Regions from separate parts of the Mus musculus genome. Here region 1 is linked to region 2. Evidence: chromatin contacts called from public Hi-C data. All regions are on one chromosome and are shown on one strand. The core of a region is the stretch at or near the end of the contact, and the rest is flanking DNA. Distances in the headings are between cores, read along the strand shown.

The links. A called contact is a pair of places that touch in the nucleus more often than the background predicts.
Region 1: a contact with region 2 is called in a Hi-C map of bone marrow-derived macrophages, with 19 read pairs. The contact joins two enhancer-like sites. A contact is called at or near these places in 1 of 15 datasets of contacts at CTCF or cohesin (stem cell-derived epiblast-like cells), 4 of 484 Hi-C or Micro-C datasets (bone marrow-derived macrophages, cortical neurons and embryonic stem cells) and 3 of 115 datasets of contacts at active chromatin or transcription factors (the NIH/3T3 cell line, bone marrow-derived macrophages and large pre-B cells).

The regions. Positions count from the first base shown.
Region 1 is chr13:109,209,563-109,214,231 of GRCm38.p6, forward strand. The region is part of intron 3 of Pde4d (phosphodiesterase 4D, cAMP specific); the gene reads left to right. Among named protein-coding and RNA genes, the nearest start is that of Mir582, 110 kb to the right of the region's middle. Within about 2 kb of position 3,404, at least 27 of the 459 cell types and tissues checked have an H3K27ac peak or open chromatin away from gene starts, as enhancers often do. A contact at or near this core is called in bone marrow-derived macrophages, where this site is marked.
Region 2 is chr13:108,683,470-108,688,232 of GRCm38.p6, forward strand. The region is part of intron 1 of Pde4d (phosphodiesterase 4D, cAMP specific); the gene reads left to right. Among named protein-coding and RNA genes, the nearest start is that of Pde4d, 32 kb to the left of the region's middle. Within about 2 kb of position 3,227, at least 43 of the 459 cell types and tissues checked have an H3K27ac peak or open chromatin away from gene starts, as enhancers often do. A contact at or near this core is called in bone marrow-derived macrophages, where this site is marked.

The sequences.
Region 1 (4,669 bases), core at 2,154-4,653, 530 kb after region 2:
AACGGAAGCCACGCCCATCCTGTGGCTGGGGACCCAGGCCATTTCCTTTGTTTGGTATAACTCTCAACTAGAAGCAGAAAAACAAACAGTTGTGTCCCCTGCCCTCTGAGTTCATTCCCAACACCGACATTGCCCTCCAAGATCATGTCCAACACCGAAGTCTCTGGGTATGGTTTGAATGTCTCTCCCGTTGGCCTCATATGTCTGGGTGTGACTCACTGGAAACGACAACAGACAGTGACTTCATCCAATTCCTGATACACATTTGAGGAAGCAGGTACTTGTGGCTGGCCAGTCCTGGATTGAAGTTTCTTTAACTGGAATTATTATTTCCATGTGGCTCACTGAAAAGTATCGTAGATCTAGTGCAAAGGTCAACATACCTCTTCTCTAAGAGGGCCTGATCATAAACATTTTAAGCTTTGGGACTAAGGAGATCTCTCAGTTGGTAAAGTGGTTTCCAAGCATGAAGACTTGAGGTCAAATCCTAGAACCCATATTACACCAAACAAACCTAAACTGGACACGTGGTATAGGCTATGCTTGTAATCCTGGTGCTGATGAGGACAACTAGTTAGTCACTCTAGCCTGCATAAGAGGGAGCCCCAGGTCACTGAGAGACCCCCATCTCAAATAACAAAGTAGTTATGCTTGAAGAATGATGGCCATGGTTATGTTCTGACTTCCACATGCACATTTACACATCAGCAATAGTAACATAAACACATAAAAATCAGATGGATGGATGGATGGATGGATGGATGGATGGATGGATGGATGGATAGATAGATAGATAGATAGATAATAAAGTGTGTGCTTTAAAAACACAGTCTCCAAGTCTTTAACTGGCTAACTTGATTCTTTCCTGAGTCCTGTAGCTTTAATTGCTCTTGTTAATGAGTAGAACTGTGTGTCTAGCTTTGTGTTATCCCCCATGACGTTTTTTTCTCCCCTCGTTGGACTGAATTTCAGAATTTTAGAGGCAGTTTTCAAACATTTCAACTGTGCATCTGCTCCATTAGGTGACCTGCAGTGCCGCCCTGTGGCCAATGTGATGTCTGCAGCCACAGTCCTTGGTTGAAACTGGGATTCAACCACTTAGATTGTAACCAAATACAGGTTATCTAGAAAATCCACACAGTTTACTTTTGCTAAGAATGGGGGGGTCACTTTTTGCGCACTTTCCCAAGTTGCTTTATTGAATATTATATTTTTACTCCTTGCCCTACAGTCAGATAGTCAGATTTTCTCATCATTTGTGGGAAGAGGTACCTAAAAACAATTTATCACCCTAGAAATTATTACAGCAAATAAATCTACCTTTTAGAGTAATTATTAAGATTGATTCTAAGTTTCTGGTAAAAAACTAGCCAATAGCTGTGGGTGTGGGGTGGGAGGGAGTCTGTGTGTATATGTGTATGTGTGAGTGTGTGTGTGTGTGTGTGTGTGTGTGTGTGTGTGTGAGTTGGATGGTAAGATGTGATGAGCTATGGAGGTAAACACTTTAGTTCATCTCCACAGTTGCTCCCTGATACTAACCTTTATGATCTATGCACACATGTGTTTTCTATGCTTTGGGTGGGGGTGGGGGGGAGAGTCAGTGTCTTAGCAGTGTCTTAGGGCTGTAGAACCAACATCAGCAATGCTCCTCCCATTACTATACAACAGGACTGGTCCATTAAAAGGCTGGCCTGCTGAGTGACTTTTACCCAAACTCTCTGCTGCTCTAAAGGAGGCAAAACCAAACCAAACCAAAAACCAAACAAACAAAAGCAACAGCAACAACAAACAAGAACAAAAATCATAGCGGTGCATTTAGCAAAAAACCAGTAAGCAAGCATCAAAACAGACTGTGACTGGACCAGAAGTAAATACCCACGAAGAATCACTTAAATACAGACAGGTAGTGCTTAGTAATAAATCACAGACCATCTTAACAGCAAGCCTTACAGGCGTAGAAAGGATAGACGAGTTCACTGTTATCAGAATTTAGGAATATTACATCATGTCACAGGGTGAACGAACTGCAGCTTAACCCAGCATGAAGGTGAGCAACGTTCAGCACTTGCCCTCTGGTATTTCTCCTGCTATTGCCTGGGAGAGCCACTTCAGCTGCTAATAAGAGGGTGCTTCCGGTGCCTCAGACTGTATGAGAGATCACTTATGGGGAATGGGGGGTGGGGGAGAAGAGGCAGCCAAAGGGAAACTCCTTGGGGCTGTTAAAACCATGCTTTCTAAAGTCACACGCGTGAAAAGAAATGGTACAACCAGAAAAACCTGTGACCAGGTGACATAAGGGACAGTCGAGCACCTATTGGAACAGGATTTAGCATCCCCCTATGCCTGGCCACAGGGATCGGGGAAAGCATTCTGCTTTCCAAGCCTAAAGTCTTGGAACTCACCCAGATCTAAGGGAGTGGACATCTAAACGTGAGAAATCCTTTTGCAAACGGCTCAGGAGCAGCGCCCCAGTCACTGCAGGGAGGTTTGGTTATTTCTGTTTGTACAAATGAGAACTGCGTGAGAAAAGCCCCGCGCCTTGATGGGGGATACTTAGGAAGGGGCCACACGGGAGAATCCAAACCGAAACCTCTGGGGCTGAGGTTCCCGCAGTTCTCATCCGGACCCATGGCTTCCCTGTTGCCAGGGAAGAGGCTGGCTCAGGCAGGCAGATCATCTATGGGAGAGAAGATGACGCTCACTGTGCCTGAGGTCAGGACAGCCGATTGCTTTTTGGATAGCCTGGACTTCTGCGGCAACATTTGTGCCACAGGAAACAGTGCCGTTTCCCTTGAGGCCAAGTTCCCCTTAGCTCTGTCGGTGACCTTCACTATCCATGGCTTACCATTCTCCAAATCCCTCCTAACTACCCCCCACTGCCTCTTTCTTGCCACCTTCTTTCCCAATTATGCGTTTGGGGAAAGAGGCCCTCTTACCAAGTGAATCCGTTGCCACAGACATTAACACAGCCTCAGGTATTTAAGGTCAATACGCACCAAAAATGTTCCCACGTTTCACTGACCAAGACCATGCATCAACCTTGACCAAAATGCAGGTTAAGTTGGGGAGGTTAGAGGGCAGAGTAACCAGGAGAATGGGGGAAAGTCCTCTGTGGATCTGATGTGGTGACACGGGGGCTGACCGATAAGGAAGACGACACCAACAGGATTCAAACTAATGGAATCCAATCAGTGGGCACTGACTCCAGGTGACGATTCTTGAGAGCTGAGTTAGAGCTGAGGCACTCCGACAGGCTTTCATTTGCTAGATAGTTGCCACTTTCGTGCTCGAACATAAAAACCAACCGTCATTTTACAGTTTGGCAATGTTTGACCTGCGTTAGTTTAGTAGTAACACCCAAAGGATAAATAAGCAACAAAGAGTGGGAACACTTCTGCTCTACACCCCATGTCATGGCTACTAGCAGCAGCACACGCCACTGAATGTCACTGATTGGGAACTCTGGAAAAGGCTGTAACGTCCCCACCTACCCACCACCCACCCACCCAACCCACTGAAAGCATTTTTATGTTAGCCCTTGAACGCCAAAAAGAAAAATAAATAATAAAATAAATTTAAAAGCGTCGCTTTAATGTTTCTAAGGCTTGAGCGACACCTAGTGGTAGTCTACAAGATTGCTAAAGCACTGTAATAGGGTTTGGCTAACTTTTTTCGTTGTTTTTCTTTTATTCTCTCATATATTCCACCCCAGCTGTAGTTCTTGCCCTCTCCCCTCCCCCAGCTTCCCACCCCCTCCACCTCCCTCCTCTCCCAGATCCTCCACACCCATTCCCCAGCCCAGCCCCGCTGTACACACACACACACACACACACACACACACACACACACACACAGAGAGAGGGTTGGATGATGCAACCCAGTAGGAAGAGGGTCCCACAAGCAGGCAAAAAAGTCAGAGACAGCCCATGTTCCCATTGTTAGGAATCCCACAAGAACACCAGGCTACTCAGCTATAACATATGCAGCTGACCGAGGTCAGACCTCTGCAGACTCCCTGATTCCTGTGAGTCCTGGTCAGGGCTATATTCTTGCGGTGTCCCTGACCCCTCTGGTTCCTCCAATCCTTCCTCCCACTCCTCCTCAGGACTACCTCATGTTTGGCTGTGGGATTCTGCATCTTCTCCCATCAGTTGCTGATGAAGTCTCTCTGATGACAATTTTAAAGCCTATGAGTAGAAACTACAGGGGGGAAATGACAGGTAAATTGGGCACAGATGGACTATTCTCAGCCTGGAGCTTGCAACTCAAGAGCATTCACGTATCATTCACATATCAAAATTTCTCTATATAAGACATTTACATCACTATTCATAGCACTAGCAAAATTACAGTGATCAAGTGGCAACAAAATAATTTTATGGCCGGGCAGTGATGGTGCATGCCTTTAATTCCAGCACTTGGGAGGCAGAGGCAGGTGGATCTCTGAGTTCGAGGCCAGCCTGGTCTACAGAGTGAGTTCCAGGACAGACAGGGCTACACAGAGAAACCCTGTCTCGAAAAAAAAAATATGGTCAGGGTTTACCACGACAAGAGGCAGTGTATTTAAAGTTTGGGGCATTAGGAAGGCTCAGAACCACTGCAATACACCATCTGTTTGCACAGCACTTGTATTAAGCATCGTGGATATATAGAGATGATTGAAAGAATA
Region 2 (4,763 bases), core at 1,977-4,476:
AGTAAGTCTTTTATTCTGAAGGAGACCACTCCCAAGTTACAAGGCTCTTCCCTTCTTCCTCTATTCTGAGCATGTCCCATTGCTATTCACCAATGAGATGAAATGACTCTTACTGATTCTACAAGCATCTTCATGGGCTAGAATCAGAAAAAGCTGAGGCCCTGTAAAGATTCACAGATCCCATGGGTAGTAGGCCGCTTTCCTTCTTCATTATCTTTACATTTAGTGTTAATCAGATACTGATGAGTAAAAGGCTGATGAAAAGGTGTTTGGCTGGTGAGTTAACTCCAGCTTAATATATTCACTGCATGTTTAAAGGTGTTTTGTTGTTGTTGTTTCGAATTTCATACACAAACATATCTCCTGTATTACTTCCATTCTTCTTTCTTCACTAAATCCTTCATCTCCGCCCCCCCCCCCAAATTTATGATCTCTTCTGTAATCATCATCATTACACATATATAACCTCCTGAGTTTACATTTAGCTTTGCTCATTGCTGTATGTGTCCATGGCTGGCCTCTTGGTCTTGGACAGCCTATGTGGGAGTTTGGCCCTGGAGGCAACTGATTCTCACTCTCAGCAACCATCTTCTAGAGCTAGGGCTGTGTGGAATTTCTGTCAGCCACATTGGTGTAGTAGCCGAAGTCATCATGCTGGTCTTGCTTATGTGACTCTATTGTTCAAAATTCATGGGTACATTTTTTTCCTGTCATTTTAGAAGACACTATGCAGCAGCAGGCATCCCGAGTCTCTTATTTTTGCAGTCTTTCAGACTCCTGTGCATTCTCCTTGTGCTTTTGGTTTACGGCTTGCATTGCAAATACATCAGTTGGGATTCAGCACCTCCATAGCCACACATTCTCTTATTTTGACCGAGTTGTGGATCAGAGGACCCAGAGAAGAGCCCTGCAGGCTCTCTTGATTCTTTCAAGGATGGCCTAGAAATTTTGGTTCGGTTCATCATATTTGAGTCATGCAGTTGGGGGTACTGCTAGCTTAATCATGGCCATTGAACAGATGGTGGAAGGAGAGAGATGTGTGTAAGAATCTCAAATAGAAGAGAACTGTATTGACCATAGATTCTTCTGGCTTTAGCCACTGGACCTTGACAACAGTTAGAAGTGACCACTGCAATCCACCATCAGCCTCTACACAAAGGCTCCTTCTCCATCTGCCTGGGACCACAGCCAGGAAAGTGAAGAGCCATGGCAATGGTGGTGGGGTGGAAAGCATGAGAACTCAAGGAACAGGATGGGGGTTAGAGACAGGAGACCTGGCCTCCTGCTGGTCGTCCCCATTTCTTCTCTTACAATACAGTGGGGGCTCAGTGACCATTATGATGTTCAGTATTTATAATTCTTATTGTCCTGTGAAGTGTACATGTCAGAACAGCAGAAAACCCTGTTATTTTCCACGTAGACCAGTCACAGGGTATCACGTTGACTCACTAGATGATTGGTCATAATGATGGGGGTCACTGATGCCCCTTTGGTTTTGAGTCAGCCTTCTTAGGCCAGCACTGTTCTTTATGGTCTCCTTGTGAAAATAAAGCAGTTCTCTAAAGAATTCCTGCCCATTTACTTGCAAGCTGGCTGATGGCAGAAGTTCAGAATAAGATCTCATGAAAAGGTAACTTTGGGAACATAGCCTTTCTTCTTATTACATACAACAGGAACAAGGCCAACCTACATGCACCTATATGAGGCCAGTGGTTTTGGAAGTCCATCTTGCTACCATTTGTCTTTGTCAGTGGGTTGTGCAAACTCCTTTCTGGACTTTGAACTTCTCCTTATCCCTCTCCCTCAGATTACTCATCGAACACCACTTAGAGAGGCTCCTTAACCTAAAGCCTGGTTGAAGCTCAAATTTGGCAGCAAATAAGAATGTCTTTGTGATTTTATTTGTTAAGAAACACTGTAAGTGCCATAGGAAGGGATATAATGAGTTTGTGTTCTGTTCTATTGCTCTTCAATAACCTTATCGAAGAGGGCTATTATGATTTCCTGGAGAGGTGAGTCTACAGACGTGTCACCTGATGCTAATGACAACTGAAAATACGAACCATTGTACGAGGGTAGCATCCGAGGAAGAGATAAAATTCTCATTACAACCTTTTTAAAGATTTCTGCATTCAAGTGGGCAGGGGAGAATCTCCAGTCCATTAATGCAATCCCCCTTTCCGTTCTGAGCCAAGTGACACATTGTTTTGCTTCCCAAGATAAGACAGAAAAATAATAAGTACTCTTCAGGTGCCCTTGTTATTCTCTTTGTCAAAGGCAGTGTGGTTCAAAGGCTTTTCCTTTGTTTAGTTTGTGCAATGTCAGACAAGGCTCTGAAAGCAGGGATTCCCTGAACATCCCACTGTGGGCCTAAGCCCTTATTCTGCTTCCATCAGAGAGCATGCTGGCAACCTCAGGGAGGTTTTATGCCAGTTCTTGGGTGGTTCCAAAACCGCACTCACATCATATAATCTTCAGTGGTTTGGGCTGGTTTATAATCCATCCTACTGTGGTTTGCTTCTAGACAGAAGCCTTTAAGGCAGAGATCTCCTGTGAGCTGCACTGAAAGAGGTCTGCTTCGGAAGAATTTGATCCTGCTGAGTAGATGTGGCACACTTCCAACTGTACGTGTTGCGCTGCCCCGGAACACAGTTGTGTGAGGAACACAGACATGCACGAAGCGGCTAGCTTTTAGAAGGCACTAATCCCAGTGGGGATAAGGGTGAGATAAAAACACACATGACCACCATGAAATACCTGCCTTCAAAAGGCATAGTGGGGAAGACGAGCCAGAGATGCTCAAGGAATACCACACAGTTTAAAGTGTGACATTATTTGAGCATGGTAGAAGAAGACTTACAGATTGAGACAATAATATCCCCCACCCCCACCCCCACACTCTGTAAAGGGAACCAGGAATAGAAAGGATCTTATAGAGGTGCTGTACACCAACCATGCTAAAGAAAGTGATGTAGTTTGGCACGTGTCAGTCTTGGGCTTGTGGGGGAACTAAACACTCTCCTGCTTCCTGTTTTGGGCAGTTGTCTGCAGTGTAGATGTTTGTAGGGAGGCTATTCCTACTTCTTTCCCCACACTCTGGTAGCCACTGGGACTGTGGTCATGCAAATCACATGGGGCTTCAGGATCTGAAGCAAATAGAGCTTGGCTGAAGAAGCCGTTTGACTTGACCTCAGGTATCAGTATTGTTGTATCTGTTGTTTGTCAGTGCTGGCAGCAACAGGGTGCTAGTTATAATAATTGCTATGGAGTGGTGGTTGTTATCCTTGCTGTTTGGCAGCTTGTGTGTCCTAGCATTTGTCGACATCCATGATGGTCCTGTAGCCTCCCACTGAGGCTGTGAACCAGCATGTCCTCCATCAGAGAAGGCTTTTGCAGTTCTAGCTAGCCAGGGTTGAATTCAGTTGCAAGAAGTGAAGAGTATGACATTGCCTGCATGAGAGAGTCTGGTTCACCCGTGTAACCCACATGCTCAGCCTCGTTCCCCTGGGTACTTGTTCCCCCCATCTTCATTTGCATAACTTCCTGTTTTGAAGGATGAGTACACGTACTTTGCAATTAACTGGTATTATTGGAGAGTTTATTGCGTTTTATTTCCTGTTAAGTGCCTCTACAAATGATATACATTTTCCAACCATGTCCCTTCAAAAACATTGTCTTAGGCCAGCTGTGGTGGATCACATCTTTAAACTCAGCACTTGGGAGGCATAGACATGTAGATCTCTATGAATTCCAGGCTAGCCTTTTCTATATAGTGAGCTTCAGGCCAGCCAGGGCTCCATAGTGACACCTTGCCCCCCCCCATTGTCTTTTTTTGTGATTTTTTTCCCAAGAATGACTACCTTTTGTAGGGATCCTGTTTTCATTGTGTGTCCAGACTTAATTAATACCAGAGTTTGGGAAATGAACAGAGACTCACGTGGTACTGGAATTATGGGCATTATAGGAATATGAAAACAAAACAAAACAGACCCTAAAAAACCATAGAGCAGCTTTTACTCTCATGATGTTAAAGGAGGAATAAAACGATCCTTGAAATGTCTGATGATGCCATAGGCTTATCACCCACTCTAAAATCAGATTTATTTGCATCTTATAATCCTTATTGTAGGAATCTGTAATTTTTGACAGATACATACACTCATGCAAATATATGGCCATTTGACTCCCACCCTTCACAGAATCCTCATTCTCTTTCAAGCCAACAGACCTCCATCTATAGGAAACCAAATCTACCAAATATGATATGATATGATATCATCCAACAATATAATACAATATAATGGTATAATTATTATATTTATATATCAACTCACCTCCAAAAAAAAAAAAAAAAGATGGTTAGGAACTCCTGGAGCTTTGACTGTAACATGCAACACCTTATCCTGGCAGTTTTCATCTTTCCTTCTTAGGTAGATGCTAACAAGACTAGACTAGGTTCCTCTCAGTCTGTGTGAAAGCATATTTTAAAGACCTTTGACATCGTGTACACTACGGAGAAGCCCAGCCTTTCTGCTGTAGAGCAAGCCAGGCAGGGCAGTCACTTGGAAGCACATGCTTGTTTGATTAGTGTAGTTGCCCCTTTTCTCTGTGCTTCTCCATTCTTTTCCTGGCTCCTCACCTACTGCATGCATTTCCAGGTCCACAGCCCTGCCGCTTCGCCTAGACTGCCAAGCTGGCAGATGCTAAAGGGATTCTTGTTTACAGTGACTTGACATGTGCATGCCATCAGTTAATGGTGGACA